Regions from separate parts of the Mus musculus genome. Here region 1 is linked to region 2. Evidence: chromatin contacts called from public promoter capture Hi-C data. All regions are on one chromosome and are shown on one strand. Each heading gives the region's core, a stretch centred on a gene start, on an enhancer-like site or on the middle of the called end of the contact. The rest is flanking DNA. Distances are from core to core; before and after follow the strand shown. Region 1 overlaps Kif26b (kinesin family member 26B). Region 2 holds the start of Kif26b (kinesin family member 26B).

Region 1 (4,976 bases), core at 1,841-4,340, 40 kb after region 2:
GGGTGGGGACAGACATTAAATAAATTATAAATAAACATGGGAACTGTCATTAAACAAATCCCAGATCAGCATGAAGTCACACACTGCAGTGAGTTGTCTAAGGGAAGGGTAAAGGATGTGGTGAGTGGGTAAAATAGGAGCTTCTGATATAGACAGGGAGACTGAGTGGGCAGCTGGTGGTGCAAAGAGACCTCGCCACAGTCCGGGGTGGAGATGGGGAGTGTGTGAGCCCACCTGAGGCTGGAGTCCCAAGAAGGCTAGCAGAACCCAAGGGCGTTTAAGCATGTTTGGCTCATTTTAAAGATGAGGTACAGAAAGATTTCATGGGGTGATGAGGTTGTTGGTGAGGCTGGTGACCAGGCAATGGCAGGAGCTCATCTGTGCTGTTTCAGCAGCAGAAGGAAATGTTTTACGCACAAGCTTCCCTTCACTTCTGTCCCCCTCTCCCCACCATGTCCTCTCCTTCCTCCCTTCTCTCATTTGTCCTTTCCTGGTAGGTTCTCACTATGTAGTCCAGGCTGGCCTCCAACTCATAATCATCCCACTTTTGGCTTCTCTAGTACCGAGATTGCAGGCATGCAGATTACTGCCTGCCCATATTTTAATCTTAAACTCCCGTCAATTCGAGTTTCCCTTGGATGCCGTTTATATGTCTTTTCACTCAATGAGTGAAGGCAGAGTGGCAAGCCGTCTTCACGCGGAGAGGGCAAAGCACTAGTGCACACGCTGTGCTCCCACCACACGCATGCATATGGTGGTTCCCTCCTGCAGGGTGATGAGAACTCAGAGGCATTTATTAGGTGGTAGGAAGTGCAGAATAGGGGAGAATTCATGTTCCCTTTTGTTTATAGATTAAGATAATTGGAACCATGTGTTTTTTTTTTGGTCTATTTGTCTACTCATGCATCATACGCCAGCATATCCATCCATTTACCTAGCCATCAACCCATCTGTTAATTCATCTAATATTCATCCATCTGTCCATCCATCCATTTGATTTGTCCATCCATCCATCCATCCATCCATCCATCTGTCCATCCATCCATCCATCCATCCATCCACCCATCTATCCATCCATCCACACATTTATCCATCCATCTATCCATCCACTATCTACTTACCCTCTTACCCATCCATCCATCTCCCAATTCCATCTATCCATCTATCCCCATCCCCACCCATCTACTCATCCACCCATCCATTCCACACATTCACTTAAACACTTATTCATTCATGATTTATGCAACGCAAAAGTGTTTCCTAAGGAGCACAATGAGCCAGGCATTTTCACCAGGTCTTCTTCATGGGCAGCCAGTCAAATAAACCTAGCCCATGCCCTCATGCAGGTTGTGGTCTGTTGGTCTGTCAGTGATAAATCAATAGGAATTTATGTGTCTGCACTTGATATATGATGTTAATGTGTTATGGGATTAGAGAAAAGCCCACAAGGAATGTGCGGTGATGTTGATCCCAGAAGACTGTTTCTTTACTAGCTTATTTATTTTTAATTTCCAAGATGGGGCCTACAATATTCCCACATCTCATTTCTCTCCTAAATCTCATTCTCGCAGATGCTCACGGAAGGACAGGGAAGCTATGGCTGCCGCACGTTGCATTCAGTGAGGAGCTGGGTTTTAGAGACCGTGTTTTATTTCCTCTTTGGTCTCTTGAGTCTGGTTGATCTTGTCTAGAGCCCTGATAATCTCCTAGACAAAATATTTAAATCTTCTGCAGCTCGAGCGGCTTTGAGGCAGGAATATTGTGGCTGAAATCCTAAATATTTTGGAATATCATTAATGGGAGGGTTACACAGCAGATGTGGTTCGCAGGCTCCATCCCCAGAGAATGTTAGAATCTTTGTGTTGGGAAGTGTACGTGAATAGTCATCAGATTCTCCAGCCTCCTAATTCTGTAATTTTTTTGTCCTTTGAGGCTGACTCCCACTTTCCTCCATCTGCCTCTGGTTATCCTCATTTTTTTTTTTTTTGGTCTTTGTTTTCAGAAAAGGATAAAAAAGTGTTTGCACTAAAGGAGGGACAGAGGATGGCATTGTTACTAGGACTGTTGCTGTTATGTTTTCTGGGCAGGGGGCACTGACTGCCTTTTCCCAGAGACTAAAGCTTCATGTCTAAGAAGCCATTCTTGTAACTGTTGAATTTCAGATGTAGGCTGATTAGGGAGTCAAGGGTTTCCCCAAACGCTCTCCATCATAATGTATAGAAACAGGTATAATTGTAGCTTCATGATGAGCTTCAGTGCTGGGTGTTTTTCAGAAGAGCTGAAGGCTCTTGTGTGACCTGCCAGTTGTTCCTTTTTCTTGTTTTGTGTAAAAGGCAAAAGGACTTTTTTCTGTCCTGGGCATCATTAGCGACCCTGAGAGGGAGAGTTTGTTTCTTTCATTCTGCTGTGTGTGACAGAAGCCGGGGACTTTCTCCTGGCCACACAGCTGGGAGCTGAAGCTGGTGTGAGCTCTGCCTCAAGGCTCTAGCTCTCCCGTGTGGGTGAGGAACCATTCAGTGTCAACATTGCCTCTCCCCTCTTGCTTCTGAACCACTGCAAGGTAAACTTGCCAATAGGCTGAGTTGGTTCCATTTTGAATTTAGCTAACAGTTATTATTGTGTGGATCTGTGTGTGCATGAAGGGTACACGTGAGTGCACATGTGTGTCACACGTGTAGAGGTCAGGGAACAATTTTGTGGAGTCAACAATTTTGAAGGAGTCTTTCCTTTCACCTTTATCTAGGTTGTGGGGTTCTCTTATTGTTGTTGTTGTCTTTGTTGTATACTTAGGTAGACAGCCTCCTTCAGCAAGCACCTTTACCTGCTGAGCCATCTTCCATTTTGTGTGTGTGTGTGTACGTATGTGTGTGTACGTATGTGTGTGTGTATGTGTCCTTGTGTCTGTGTGTGTCTCTGTGTCTCTGTGTGTGTATGTGTGTGTATCTCTGTGTGTGTATGTGTGTGTCTGTGTGTCTCTGTGTGTGTGTGTGCGCATGCTGAGTGCCTTCCTGGGGTACTGGTGATACTCCCAGATCCAGGAAGATGTGGTGAGGAGTCTAAAGTCTCTGTATTTCCACATTCACCACATTTGCTTCCTGACCTACAGCCTGCACAACTTCTGTGCCCTCTGCAGCTCTGCATTCAGAAAGGCTATCAGCCACCTGGATAATTGCTCCTTTATAACTGCAGACAACCGGGGAGTGGATAACGACAATAAATGGCTTGTAATTCTAGGTCTTAGATCTTTGCTGTAACATAAAGTCTGCTCTCCAGTTCCTTGTGTTCACAACCTGGAGAAGTCAAAGCTAACCGTTAGAGAAGTCATTGCCCACCATTCATGCCCTGCCCTCAGATGGGAACAAGCTTCCCTTTTTGGGGCCTGGAGGTGGGGGTGGGGCAAGGGAGACATTTCTAATTTTGCCATGCTTCTGTAGGAATTTTTTTAAATGGGGGTATGTTTTCACCCCCAGCTATTCCTCACCACAGGAGTCTGATTGTATCTGAGGAGGTGGCCCAAGCTTCAGGGTCTTTTATTTCCTGTTGGGGTTTTAAAGTTACCCTTGTTTAGTTTGATTCCATTTTATAAGTCAGCCTGAATGTTGGAAGGCAGGCGGCCTGTTAGTCCATGTTATGGCTTTGGGGCATAAGAATCACAGGGCAGCTTTCTTTGCAATTGCCAGGCAGACATATGTCCTCAATTATCCCATTTGGAAGGACTAGGCTCTTTGTACCACCCCTCCCCCAAGGTCTCCCGCTGTCATGACCAGGATCGGAAAGATCTGGGAATATGGGGGTAGGAAAGTTAAAATGTATGTGCCAGGCCCTTTATAACACTGGCCTCTGTCCTTACTCCTGCTTGGGTATCCTCAGAATCAACTAAGCTGTTTCTGGGAAAAGATCACAAAATTCATCTACCCTGGAGGACACAGGCCAAAGGGTTAGTGGAGAGACCATGGACATAAGAGATGGACAGACCTAAGGTCTTTTTTCTGGTCTAGTTGTTTCAACTTGGGAAAGGTCACTTAATTATCCTGTCCAAAATCCATCCTCTCTGTCTGTAATCTTGGGGATGGTACCTAGGATTTAATGCACACCTGGCAAGTGCTCTACTATTTTTATTTATTTATTTCGGGTTTTTTTTCCCTTATTTATTTTTGAGACAGGGTCTTATGTAGCCCAGGCTGGCCTCAATAGTTATGAAGCTTACACCTGCTTACACCTTACACCTGCTGCCTGCACCTCTTAAGTACTGGACTTACAGGCCTGGCTTTTTATTTTATTTTGAGACAAAGTCCCATTAAGTTGCTCAGGCTGCCCTTGAATTTGTGATCCTTCTGCCTCCGCCTCTGGAAAACAGCTGGCGATTTGTTAAATTTTCTGACTCCCAATCTCTCCATTTGGAAATGAAGTGAAGCTGTAAGGAAACTGATTTTGGCTCCATAAGAGACTGGACATATGGACAGTTTTTGTATAGGGGCTTCCCTGAGTGACTTCTGAGTCTCAGGCATTTAATAACGATACCTATTTCCCCCCTTGCCTCTTTCTGTGTGGATTTTCACCCAGACACCTTGCCAGTCATGTTTCAAGACGAACAGCGTGGCTCTTCTTTCAGCCTGGGCTCCCAACCCTGTAGATTTTACCTTGGCAGATAGATTACTGCATCTAGAGGTTGCACGTAGGTAATACTATATGGATCTCTGGAGTTACCACGGAGTCAGCATTTGTCCCTGCTTAACTTTATATTGAGCCAAGAAGCGAATCATTTCATTCTCTCATCATGGGGTTTTATGGTATTGCTCTGGCTGGCCCTGGGCTTCCAGGTGTAAGGCATTCTTTTATCTCAGCTTCCATGTGGTTCATTTTGGTTTATGGTTTCACCCAAACTTGCCTGACCTCGTTGGTTTTGGTCTTTTGTGAGGTAGCGCCAACCAGAGTGTGGGAAGAGAGACCCGATCACCTTCTGGAATTCAGGAAAC
Region 2 (4,425 bases), core at 1,848-4,347:
GGGTCCTCTTGCAGAGGACCTGGGTTCAGTTCCCAGCACCCACATGACAGCTCACAATCTGCAGCTCCAGATCTGGTAACCATCTTCTGGCCTCTGCAGGCACCCGCTGTGCACATGGCACTCCCCCCCCCCCCCCGTCTCTCTCTCACACACACACACCCTGGCAAAAACACTTATAAAATAAACACAAATAAATCAGAAAGAAAGAAAGAAAGAAAGAAGGAAAGGAAGGAAGGAAGACAGGCAGCCAGGCAGGTAGGCTAAAGGGAGTTCTCCAGGCTGAAAGAAAAGAATTTAGCTGGAATTTTGGTTCTCCAGGAGGAGAAAAATCCAGACTTGCAACAAACAAACAAACAAACAAACAATCCAAAACCAACCAACCAACCAACCAAACAACCAACCAACCAAACAAACAAAAAACCTGGGTAAATACATGAACAGAACCATATTTTCATAGTTCTATGGGAAGACAGATTGTTTAACACATAATTTAAACAATCATATTGAGGATTTTTTTAATGTGTAGATTTAAACCATTAGCTCAAAGGACAGAGGTAAAATAGACTTGGGACTGCCAAAAGTGTACATTTTAATGAAGTCTGCCATGCTACTTCTGAACAGCCCAGGCTAAGTCAAAGATTCATATGAGAGTCATTAGAGCTAGGGGCTCAGTCAAAGGACCAGAGAATATGAAAACATTATTCAATTAAAAAGAAAGGCAAGTGGGGGGGGGCGTGTAAGACAGCAAAATAGGAAACAGACCCATGCAAACAGTAACAGGAAACCCCAAACCATGTTAAGCCAAACACAAAAGATATTCGGATTCTCTAGACCAAAAATAAATAAATAAATAAATAAAAATAAAAAATCAAGATCAGTCAAAAGTGAACTGTGGTGATGGAGGCCGGAACAGTAACTGCTAATTGTTAATGTGGGGTGGGACTGCTGGGAAGGGGGGGGGCGGGTCAGTGAGAAGAATTTACACCTTAATTTGGGGACTATATTAGATTGTATATATATATATATATTAGATTGTGTATGTATATATATTATATATATATTATATATATTAGATTGTATATATATATTAGATTGTATATATATATTGTATATATATACATATATAGATATATTCGTGTATGTATTTATTTATAGAAACTCATGGAATTTTACACTTAAATTTTATGCATTTCACTGTATGTAGATTTTACATCAACTCTCTTGAGGAGCCGCCATCTATAAAATTTCACCAACAGAGGGCGCTCCGAGCCCATCAAACGCCGGGGACCGAAGATATTTTGAGATGCACATCAGATCTCAGGGCTCATCATTCTTCAGGACGAATCGTGCAGCTCCGCAATGGCTCTCCCTTCGACACCCCACCTTTCCCACTTCGGGCTTCACGGGCTCGTCCATTTCACCTGGCCACATGCTGCTTTGAGGCTGATAAGCCGCGCGTAGCTAATGGCGACGATATTTTCCGCGGCACCTAGGCAGAATACAGATGCGGCTGCAGTTGGGCTGCCTGGAGGCTACCAGTCCCCCTAAGGTCTTCGGCAGATATGATCGCGTTGAAATTGGAAGTAGGAACGTAATGGAAACTTCCACAGTGTTCTCAACATCTTCATTTTGACCTTCTCGCCTCGCTTTAGAGGCTATGAAATATCCGGGGTGCACCAGCTGCAGAGGGCGCTGGGCGGGGATGGCGATGCCCGGGAGGCGCCGAAGGTTCACACAGGAAGACAGGAGGGGGGGGCGTTGCCCCGGGTTCTAGCACCCCAATTGTTGTATTCTGCCCCCTCCTTTCTCTTGCATATGTTGAAGGAAGACAGCGACTAGGGAAGCCCGAAATGTCCTCCTGCCCCCGCCTAGCCCCAGGCCAGGTCTTTCCGGGGTACCCAGATGCCATTACACCACACGTGATCTCCGCGCCCGGCTGGTCCCGCAGGAGGCGTCTCGTGGGGTGTTAATTAAAGGTCACAACAAAATAGACCTGCCGGCTCACCAGAAGAAATGTCCTCCCGGGAAATGAAAAATGACACCCCGGAGCAGCCACGTGTGGAGCCCGGCGTACGCCGGCTTCCTGCGCTCCTGGGCGCTGCGCCGGGCGGGGGACGGGAATCAGACAGCGGGCGACAGCTGGGTGCTCTGGAGATCCCACAGGTCCGGGTGCTGGCAGGCAACCGTGCAAAGGGGCAAGGGGACGATCCCAGTCCCCGAGGTCGATCAGCTCGCGCCACACCCCCTCTCCAGGCCCGCGCAGTCCTTCCGCGCGCGTTCGGCGCGACCAATCCCTCAGTTTCCCCAGCCTGGCAGCTACAGGCTGGGTCTCGGGCTCACCTGTGCAGGTCTCGGGAGGTTTTCCCTTCATTAACAGGGGCTTGGGCCCGTGGGCGGGCGCGGGAAGGGGGGCTCAAGGCTCCCGGTGCTCAAATCGGGGTCCAGGGGAGGAGGGTCCCCTGGCCCGCTGGGGCTAGGAGGGCGAATCAAGACAAGGTTTGCCAGGCAGGTCTGGGAGAACAAAGGGCGGGGGGGTTGGTCCCGGCCTGTTTGCGGACTTGTTTGTGACTCAATCCGTTTGCACGGCTTTTCAAAGGCAGACCTGCACGCCTTGCCAGGAAGAGACCAGCTCTCGGGGAGGGGGGCGGGGAGGCCTGGGTGCTGCGTTTCAGCGCAGCTCGGCCGACTCCGAGCTACAGGCTCGCGCGCTGGATAGCACCGGAGCCCGGGGCTGTGGGCCCCTCGCCAGCAACTTCCCCGCCCGGAGCCAGATTTACGACCCCACCCCCGCCCCGGCTGCGCCTGGCGATGCCAGGCCCAAGCGCCGCGCCGTAAATGGATCGCGGCAGGCGAGGCGGCGGCGGCGGCCCGGCGGGCTCCGAGGCGGCGGGGCTGAGGTTCCCTAGGCTCCGCGCTGCTCCCGGACGGACACACGCGTCCTGACCGCGGGCTGCTCTCCGGCCGCGTACAGCCGCCCTCTCCTTGCCCTGCGCGCAACTGTCAGGAGAAAACGGGACGGCGCATATTGGCTCGGCGACACGCCGTGGCTCCTCCCCGAGTCTGGATCCTTATATTTTGGGAGAATTTCTTTGAACTCAGTTAGCGAGCTCGGGGAAGGAGGCAAGTTCCCACCGCCGGCTCGGCTCGGCGAGGGCTCGCCCACCTTCCCTGCAGCCTCCCTGCGTCCTCGCCGCCGTCCTCCTCCGTTTCGGCCCCGCTAGAGGAGAACGCGCGCTGGCCGGGTGGAGGAAAATGCTAGCGATCTGGATGTGACCGCGAAGAGAGGACGCGTGGCTGGAGGAGGCAGAGAGATGAGAAGACCCATTATTTGAGAACCACCAGCCGTTCCAACCTTTCCTGCAAATTGGTGCTATTACTTCTGGGGTCCATTTGCTTTCATTCTTCCCAACCCCCCATTAAGAAATCTTGACTTGAGGACCAACCCCTACCACGAGGGGGGACGCGTCTGGGTTGGCAGACCTTTTGGATGTAGCCTTGTGGGAACATTTAGACCCTTTCCTCTGGAAGAGCCACCATGAATTCGGTAGCCGGAAATAAAGAGAGGCTTGCGGTCTCCACCAGGGGCAAGAAATACGGGGTAAGTTGTGGCGGTGTCCACGAGGAGATGCGTTTCCAGGGACTCATCTGAGTGGGTGTCCTCTGCTTCCCGGGAGCCGGCGGCGGATGCAGGGTCCCCAGCTCTCGGGTGCACCGGCGTCCCCACGGCCGGCGGGGTCGTGCGTGCATGGAGGCGGGTCTGCAGCTCGCCTGGCTACGGGAATGTCTTCAGCCCTTGGTTCCTCCCTTTCCTCACACCCTTAACTTTTGCAGTATTTCGGGACTTGCAGACAGAGTTAAGCCGAGGGGGAGCATTTCCCAGGAATTCCTCTGCTCTTCCCTCGGATCGCTGCCCTGGAGCGGGGAGCCCGTTTGCTTTACCTGCAGGACCTGGGGTGGGGGCTGTTCCCCGAATGAGTAAACATCCAGAAGTCACAGTCACCCACCCTGCGATAGGGTGTTCTAGGACTGTGTACCTAGGCCCTTGCTGGGGTGGGTACCGGGTTTGAAAGAGTAGGGCGCTGGATTTCTGGGTGTTCTCGCAGAAGCTGCAGGATATCCACACCCCGCAAGCTCTTGTGCTGACCCCAGGAGGAATGGAGGGGGACCTGCGTGCGGGTCACTCTGGCGAGGGTGGGTGGGACAGGACTTCCTTAAGGATTGGTCACTTGAAGGATGGAGATAGATGGAGGGCAGGTTTGCATCAGTGCGGGCAGGACGGCGACCCCCCCCCCCCACCAGCCCTCCGCCGCACGGGGGACTGATGGCTCTACAGGGCCTGACGCCGCGCGTCTCTCCGGCAGGTGAACGAAATGTGCTCGCCCACCAAGCCCTCAGCGCCCTGCTCTCCTGAGAGCTGGTACCGCA

What was found. Promoter capture Hi-C pulls out the DNA fragments that hold promoters and counts their contacts.
Region 1: a contact with region 2 is called in a promoter capture Hi-C map of maxillary cranial neural crest, with 2.4 times the contacts expected there. The contact joins the enhancer-like site here to the promoter of Kif26b in region 2. A contact is called at or near these places in 2 of 39 promoter capture datasets (the 3T3-L1 cell line and maxillary cranial neural crest), 3 of 484 Hi-C or Micro-C datasets (the HL-1 cell line, cranial neural crest and embryonic stem cells), 4 of 115 datasets of contacts at active chromatin or transcription factors (embryonic limb bud and embryonic stem cells) and 2 of 9 other capture datasets (adipose tissue and liver).

Annotation. Positions count from the first base shown.
Region 1 is chr1:178,565,656-178,570,631 of GRCm38.p6, forward strand. All of the region lies in intron 2 of Kif26b (kinesin family member 26B), which reads left to right. Among named protein-coding and RNA genes, the nearest start is that of Kif26b, 39 kb to the left of the region's middle. Within about 2 kb of position 3,091, at least 19 of the 459 cell types and tissues checked have an H3K27ac peak or open chromatin away from gene starts, as enhancers often do.
Region 2 is chr1:178,526,028-178,530,452 of GRCm38.p6, forward strand. It overlaps Kif26b (kinesin family member 26B), which reads left to right and starts at 3,098. Exons shown (of 15, transcript NM_001161665.1): 1 at 3,098-3,598; 2 at 4,362-4,425. The coding sequence starts at 3,536.